Linked DNA regions of Oryctolagus cuniculus: region 1 is linked to region 2. A link is a contact called in public Micro-C data. All regions are on one chromosome and are shown on one strand. The core of a region is the stretch at or near the end of the contact, and the rest is flanking DNA. Distances in the headings are between cores, read along the strand shown.

Region 1 (3,997 bases), core at 1,211-3,710, 180 kb after region 2:
ATTTTGTGCTCAGAGCACATCAAACACTGTTTACTAACAAATTTGTGTTTTTAGTCACTGAAATCTGAAGGGCAAAATGAAAATTTAGGTCTCCATGCTGTTTGCAAAGCATGGCCATGAAACCAATATAAGCACTTTTTTCAAAGGATGTAATTCTGAAAGGAACGGGATGGTGAGGGGACCATTTAATTTTCAAATATCTATTTAGATGCCATCAGTGCTCAACGCAGGGCCTGGTCAGGCGAGGCCTAAGCCCAGGGAATTTGATGGGGGACCCCTCTTCATTTTGCTGTCATCAAGTCAGGGAAAAGCTGATGACCGTCAACAACAAAGCAGCAGTGGGGGAAAAAGTCACAGAAAGGGCAGAGAAGACGGAGGCTAGGTGGAAGAGGCCTTGCCAACTCTTGACTTTTTAATGAGGGTCAGAACAGTATTGGGGATTTCCTTTACTGAGTGATGATGTAGGTCTGGGGAAAGGGGACCCGCTCAGTGACTCACCCAGCTTTCCCATTAGTAGGGTTCTGCCAGGCACCCTGCAGTTTCCTCTTCTCACATTACCTAGTGACTCACGGAGGGGAGAGGGCTCCATCAGGGACTTACCCCAGTTCAAACACCTATGGGGTTCCAATAATCCTCGGCCTGTTGGGTAACGTGAGGGCTGACTCTCCCTCTCGCCAAGGAGTCGGAGGTCTTACCAGTCAGGAAAGGGACTTCCCTTGAGACTTGTTTCAACAGCACACAGTGGCCGTGGACATCTGAGAGGTCGTTTCCTGTTCTGCTTGCCATCTTGGGGTGGCTCTGAAAAGCTTTCTCATTTCTGTCAGGAGGAAAATGTCCAGGGTTGATTGATTACCACACAGAATTCAGGGACCATAATTGGGCAACTTGCATCAGGTGTCCAGATGTAGAGATGGGGAGGCTGTGGTAACACAAGTTTAAATTCTAGGTCTGCAGGTAGAACTGTACAGGGCCCCACCCCAGACACTTGCATGGGGGCCTTCTTGGCTCTGAGATTCTTCCCCCAGACCCAACACTCCAAGTCCAGATGAAATGGCCAGATTCAGGGGTGGGGGGTGGGGCTCTATAATTTAAATATACATATGAAAAAGAAAACAACAAACTGCATATTTATGACTTGTAACTATCCTGGGGGGGGGGGGATAACAAGAACTAACCCAACTCGAATAGTTTCAAAACCTGGCCCACGTGGCATCAATAATCCACACAAGATGAAAATTATTTCCCAGGATGCACACCCCGCACTCCAATTGATATTTTAATAACTTGATTAAAAATTTCCCAGAAGTCTATTAAATAGAGTCAGGAAACAGCCTGTGGTGTAGGTGAGGATTTTGTGTTTGCAACGGAAACTTTCAGCCCCACGAACAGAACAGCTAAAAACTCAGTTCTGTGTGTTCTTCCCCATCCTTGCCTAGTCCACAAGTGAAACACTGGAAGCGCAGGGTTTGGGTTTTCCTTTTTTTCTTCTCCTCTCTGCCACAGCCAGGTAGAGTGACCCGATCCAATTTTTAAACTGTCTTCTATCTCCCACTACGAATAAACCCAGACGTTCCAGAACAAGGGAGATCGCTTTTAAACCTTTCAGCCGCCAAAGGCCCGGGTGGGGAAGAGAGGGAAGAGGGGGAGAAGGAACTTGAATTAAAAAAAAAAAAAAAAAAATCGAGGAAAAAAACCCAGTAACTCAAAATTTTCAGAACACGGTCTGCCATTTCCTCATCAAGAAACAAGAGCGACAGTCCTTGGGCCAATGCAGTGTAGACGTGTCTACGAAGACCCTGGTCCGTCCGAGCGAGAACACCCCATTCCCCTGGGGACCCCCCCTCCCCGGCAGCCACCAATCTCGGGGGTCCCTCCTGTGCCCGAGCCGGGCCGGCCGCCTCAGGTTCGCCGTCGCCAGGTCGCCGCAACCACCTTTTCCCTCCTCGGGGCCCCAGCGCTCGGACACCTCCCCGCCTCCCTCCCCTCCCTCCCCGGCGGTGGGGCCCGCTCCCGGCTCGGGAACGGCAGCCCGGGCCGCGGCGGCAGGAAGCGAGGCCCTTGTTGATGCTGTTCCGTGGCGCGCCTCTCCGCCCTCCGGCGGCTGCCCGGCTCTTCCCGGCTCGCGGCCGCCCCCCTCCGCGCCTGCGCAGTGCCCCGCGGGGGGGCGGGGCTCAGATTCCTGTCAGCGGCGGCGGCGGTGGCGGCGACAGTCAGTTCTCGCTGAGGAGAAGCAAGAAACGGACCCGTTGGCTCTCCCCCCACCCCTTCCCCGCCCCGAACCTCTCTCCTGGCTCGCCGGGAATCCGTCTCTTTGGAGTTTTCTGCGGAGCCCGCCGCCGTTTCTCCGTTCCTCGGCCCGGTGGAAGTCACTGCCCTCGAGGAGGAGGAGGAGGAGGAGGAGGAGGCAGCAGCAGCCGCCCTCGCTGGCCACCCCCGGTTCGGTGCCCGCGGTCCCGGAGAGGAGGTGCCGCCGCCACCGCCGCTCCCCCCCTCCCGCTGCCCCCGGGCCGGGCTGGGTCGAGCTGCGATGCCCTCGGACTTCATCTCATTGCTCAGCGCGGACCTAGACCTGGAATCGCCCAAGTCCCTGTACTCGCGAGGTGAGTCAGGCTGGGGGGTGGGGGGTGGGGCGTGGGGGCGGGGAGCCGGGGCGCGAGGGTGCTCCGGGGGTCCCGTCCGGGGGTGGGGGTGGAGAGGCCCGGTCCCGGGGGAAGCCTCCCTGGCCGGGGCGCGGAGCCGCCGGGGTCGGGGTGATGGTGGTGGTGGTAGTGGAGGGGGCGAGCGGAGGAGCGGCGGCCCCTCCCCCGCGGAGCCGCGGGCGGCTCGGGGCCCGGATTCCGTCGGCCCCCGGGTCTCTGCGGCACCGATGGCTCCGTGCAGCCGTCGGCGCAGCCGGCCCGGGCCTCTACAGCTCGGGGATCGCTCGGGCTGGGCCCCGCGCGGGGGCCGCAGCGATTCCCCGGGGCGCCGCAGCTCCCCTTACCAGGACCCTCCTCCCGGGCAAAGTTGCCCCCAGGCGGGCGGCGTGGCCTGGGGCCGGTTCTGGGTACAGGATCACCATTTTCTCCCCTCGAGCTTGTTTGTGCGCCGTCGTTCTACCCCCCTCTCGCTCCGGCCTAGTCCACTCCCTCCCGGTGTTGGGACGGCCCCCCCTCCGCCAGGCCGTTCTTCCTTTCCCCGTCATCGGGTTGCTGGAAAGGGACCGAATTTTCTTTTTTTCTCTCCCCACCTCCGTGGCATTCTAATTACTTACTTCTCCCTGTCTTTTACCCAGATAGGGGTGCTCTCTCTGGATTAGTTTTATTCCTCTCATCTCCCTGGAGTACCAGCTGAGACACAGACGCTGTCCTTTGAGAATTTTCTCTCCTCTGCTGTTCCAGGGCTTGTGGTGGAGAGGGGGCACCGGGCAGAGATGTCTCATTTGAAAACTCTTCTGGTCAAGGCCTGCAGGGGATTCCCAGCATCCGAAATATTAACACTCGAGTTGATCTCTACTGGGGTTAAATTCCTATACTGGACACCACAAGAATGTGTCAGAACAGGTTCCCTGTACGAGGGGCGGCACACCAAAATGCTCCCGCTGCACACATGAGTCCTTAAACCACTGGAAAGGGGCACAAGACATAGCTGGCTTCTTACCTGTGCATGTTTCCGTATTAAGCAAAGAACCTGTCGCTGTAAACCCCCTTCCTGAGAAATTCGGCGTTTCTCCTGATTCTGGTTTGATGAATCCATCTGCAGTTTCCACCGTGTGCTAGCTAACAAAGGGGACTTCAGGTTCACATTAGTGTATTTAAGTTGTTTAAGTGAATCGGAGTGAGGTGGCTTACTCTGGAAGGTACTGGACTTTCTAGACTGGCGGTTGAGTTTGTACACAGAGTCCTACTTAGTAACTGTAGCCATTGTCTCTTGCTTCAGTGACTTCAGTTGGCAGCCACTGTCCTGCTGTATGTTTTTTGAACATCATTACCTGAAATAGCTTGGAAATATTGTAGTT
Region 2 (3,990 bases), core at 791-3,290:
TGTGATGCCAGCTTCCCAAATGGGCGCCAATTCAAGTCCCAGCTGCTTTATTTCCAATCCAACTCCCTGCTAATGGTTTGGGAAAAGCAGCAGAAGATGGCCCAAGTGTTTGAGTCCCTGCCACCCATATGGGAGACCTGGCTGAAGCTCTTAGCTTCAGCCTGGCCCAGCCTTGCCTGCTGCAGCCAGCTGCTGAGTGAACCAGCAGATGGAAGCTCTCTCTCGCTCTGTCTCTCCCTCTCTCTCTGTAACTCTGACTTTCAAATAAATAAATAAATCTTTAAAAAAGAAAGAAAGAAAGAAAGAAATTCAGCTGGCACCACAGCTCACGAGGCTAATCCTCCGCCTGCGGCACCAGCATACCGGGTTCTAGTCCCTGTCGGGGTGCCGGATTCTGTCCCGGTTGCTCTTCTTTCAGTCTAGCTCTCTGCTGTGGCCCAGGAGTGCAGTGGAGGATGGCCCAAGTGCTTGGGCCCTGCACCCCATGGGAGACCAGGAGAAGCACCTGGCTCCTGGCTTCAGATTGGTGCAGTGTGAGCCGTAACAGCCATTTGGGGAGTGAACCAACGGAAGAAAGCCCTTTCTCTCTGTCTCTCTCTCTCACTGTCCACTCTGCCTGTCAAAAAAAAAAAAAAAAGATAAAAAAAAATTCTTTCCTATTCAGAAGTCATGAAGGTATTTTCTACGTTGTGTTCTAAAAAGTTGTTGATTTTTGTCTTTCACATTTAAACCTTTTTTCTATCTGATTTTGTTTTTTAAGATTTATTTTATTTATTTGAAAGACAGAGTTACAGAAAGAAAGAGGTAGAGCCAGAAAGAGAGAGGTCTTCCATCTGCTGGTTCACTCCCCAAATGGCCGCAATGGCCAGAGCTGAGCTGATCCAAAGCCAGGAGCCAGGAGCTTCTTCCAGGTCTCCCACACGGGTGCAGGGGCCCAAGCACTTGGGCCATCTTCTACTACTTTCCCAGGCCATAGCAGAGAGCTGGATTGGAAGTAGAATAGCCAGGACTCGAACCGGTGCCCATATGGGACGCCAGTGCTGCAGGCCAGGGCTTTAACCCGCTGCACCACAATGCCGGCCCCTCTACCTGAATTTGTTGTTTGCAAATGGTATGGAATAGGATCTAGTTTCGTGTTTTTTTTTTTTTTTCCCCATATGGGTATCCATCTATTCCCACACCATTTATTAAAAATATCTCCTTTTCCTACTTTTATTATAAATTATGTGGCCACAGAGGCGGGGACCTGTTTTTGGAGATAGTTTTCCGACCTTGTTAAGTAATAGAGTGTGCAAACAAGAAAGGTTGACGGCTACTCTCCTGAGAACCTGTGGCCTCTGTATGGTTTGTCAGCTTCTCCGAGCTGCCTGCACCATGGGGAGAACCCGGTGGGATGGCTCAGTAAAGCAGCTGGATGTTCTGACATGGAGGCCTCGGGGAGCAGTGGCAGCAGCCGTTTTTTTCCTTTGCTGTTAATTTCAAGTGCCAGGGAGCACACCCCCTGGAGACAGAGACTGCCAGAGGACAAGTCCAGGGAACATGGCTTTTGGGTGGGTCACGAGTGATGGGGAACTCTGTGGGGATCTGTTAGATGTCCGTGGCACATTTCCCACGTGGATTTCATCCCCTTGTAGTTTGTGTGGCTTAGAAGGGCCCAGAGGGAAAGGACTGTGCCCTGCCCCCCATGCCGGCTGGCAGGGAAGATCGAGTAGTGTTGCTGGCCGCGGGTTAGACACAGAAACCTGTCACCAAGTCCAGGGCTGGGCCTTTTTAAAATTCCTGCCGCTGCAGTGCTGCAGGATTCCAGAGTTTCACCCACACTCTGCTCCCTCCCCAAACCCCAGCCAGGGCCGACGTGTTGCCATCAAACTCACCCACTCACCCGAAGCACCGCCACCCATGGGTGGTGAAATGCCTGCCACGCCCGCAGCACAACCTTGCCTCTGGGACAAAGAGCACAGGGTCTCGCACTCAGCAGACACTGTTGATAACCATCAGGTGAGTAACCAGTGAGTAACCACATTAAGATTAGGCTACAGGAGCACATTCCCATCTGCTGCCGTGTAGCCAGAATTGGACAGGGGGTGTGGCCGTGCCCGGTCTTGCATTGCTGAGGGAGCTCCCACTGAAGGGATTCTGGGCCCTCCCCCGCCTGCTGAGTTAGAATGGAGAGGGGTGTACAAAGGTAGCTATGTATTTATTGTATTATTTTTTTTTAAAGATTTATTTGTTTGTTTGAAAGGCAGGGTTACAGAGAAGCAGAGGCAGAGAGAGAGAGGTTGTCCGTTCGCTGGCTCATTCCCCAGATGGCTGCAATGGCTGGAGCGTTGCCAGTCCAAAGCCAGGAGGAGACAGGAGCTTCCTTCAGGTCTCCCATGTCGGTGCAGAGGCTCAAGGACTTGGGCCATCTTCTGTTGCCTTCCTGGGCCATAGCAGGGAGCTGGATTGGAAGTGGAGCAGCTGGTACTCGAACCAGTGCCCATATAGGATGCTGGCACTGCAGGCAGCGGCTTTAGCCACTATGCCACAGTGCCGGCCTCAGCCTATGTATTTTAAGCTCTCTGGAATTCCAGTTTTGATGCCCCATCAGGTATGGGAATCATGGCACCCTTGGTGGTCACAGTTCACATGCCATTTGACCCTACACTTTCTCCTGTGCTATGAGTACAGGCACAAGCACACTCAGGGCAGCAGTTTTGGAACAGAAGTACCCAAAACTATCTCTTCTTATGCCCATGATGGAAAAAAAATAGAAATACCTGAAACTAGGCAGATGTCCCTTTCATGAAACACATTTTATGGTGCATCATCCCATTAGCAGAATCAGGTGTAATAGCAGCAAAACAGCCGAGTGCCTACTCTCAGAGAGATTTGCCTGTTAGTCCGTCAGACCGAAGGCACACGGGGGGAGGATTTGTTGATGTATGAGTGTACTGCTTTGAAAAGATGTTCAACACTTTTGTTTGTTTGTTTTAACTAAGGAAACCTTTGAGTGTGACCTGCTCCAAAAGAGGAAAACAACTTACAAAACATTGTATGCAATATTGTCCTTTTTTGTGTATGCTTTAAAAGTTATATACACAGGCATAAACATCTACAAGGGTATCTCCAAAAAGTTCATAGAAAATAGAATGGACAAGTTTATTTTCTTGCAGAAATATTTTTTTAAATCTGAAAAGTTTTTCACTAATACACATTTTCTAAGAACTTCTTGAAGACAATTTGTGCATATACAAGTATATTAGTAGCGTTCCAGTGCTGTAGGATAGTAGGCTAAGCCTCCGCCTACAGTGCCAGCATCACATATGGGTGTCAGTTCGTGTCCCAGCTGCTCCTCTTCGGATCCTGCTCTCTGCTATGGCCTGGAAAAGCAGTGGAAGATGGCCCAAGTCCTTGGGCCCTTGCACCCGTGTGGGAAACCAGGAAGAAGCTCCTGGTTCCTGGCTTTGGCCTGGCCCAGCCCTGGCTGTTGCAGCCATTTGGGGAGTGAACCAGCGGATGGAAGGACTCTCTCTCTCTCTCTGTTTGTAAATCTACCTCTCAAATAAATTAAGAAAAAAGAAAAGAGCAGACATCTTTTTAAAAAGTATATTAGAAGAAAACATTGTGGCAGAACGTCTTTTAAAATGTTAAGGACAGTCAGCCCTGGAAAGTGGGACTGAGGGAAGGAAGATTTTGCTCTCTGCTCTTCTCTTTATATCCTTTCATGTTTTTAAACATTTTTAACCTAAGGAAATACGACTTCAACATTTTTTAACTATTGCAAAAATTCCCTTTAGCCTTGTGAGCCTGTGGGATTTTAAACTTCCAGCAGGGGGTAGCAGTGATTCTGAAATAAGTCTGACGTCAGTCAGTGTCGGTGCAAAACAGAGAGTTAGCTTCCATGCGTTTCCAGTTTCAACCCCAAATGCTGTCCTTGGATCACCAGGATCACAAAGGAAACAAAAAGCAACAGAGATAGAAAGCTTAACGTAAGAAGCTGTGGGCACT

What was found. A called contact is a pair of places that touch in the nucleus more often than the background predicts.
Region 1: a contact with region 2 is called in a Micro-C map of ear pinna, with 6 times the contacts expected there. The contact joins the promoter of NFAT5 here to the enhancer-like site in region 2. A contact is called at or near these places in 2 of 6 Hi-C or Micro-C datasets (ear pinna and skin fibroblasts).

The regions. Positions count from the first base shown.
Region 1 is chr18:52,665,644-52,669,640 of mOryCun1.1, forward strand. NFAT5 (nuclear factor of activated T cells 5) reads left to right here and starts at 2,461. Exons shown (of 15, transcript XM_070062635.1): 1 at 2,461-2,600. It overlaps LOC127491369 (a long non-coding RNA gene), which reads right to left and starts at 2,413. Exons shown (of 2, transcript XR_007920033.2): 1 at 2,281-2,413; 2 at 1-817.
Region 2 is chr18:52,481,506-52,485,495 of mOryCun1.1, forward strand. The region is part of intron 5 of NIP7 (nucleolar pre-rRNA processing protein NIP7); the gene reads left to right. Among named protein-coding and RNA genes, the nearest start is that of TERF2, 12 kb to the left of the region's middle. Within about 2 kb of position 2,041, at least 2 of the 8 cell types and tissues checked have an H3K27ac peak or open chromatin away from gene starts, as enhancers often do. A contact at or near this core is called in ear pinna, where this site is marked.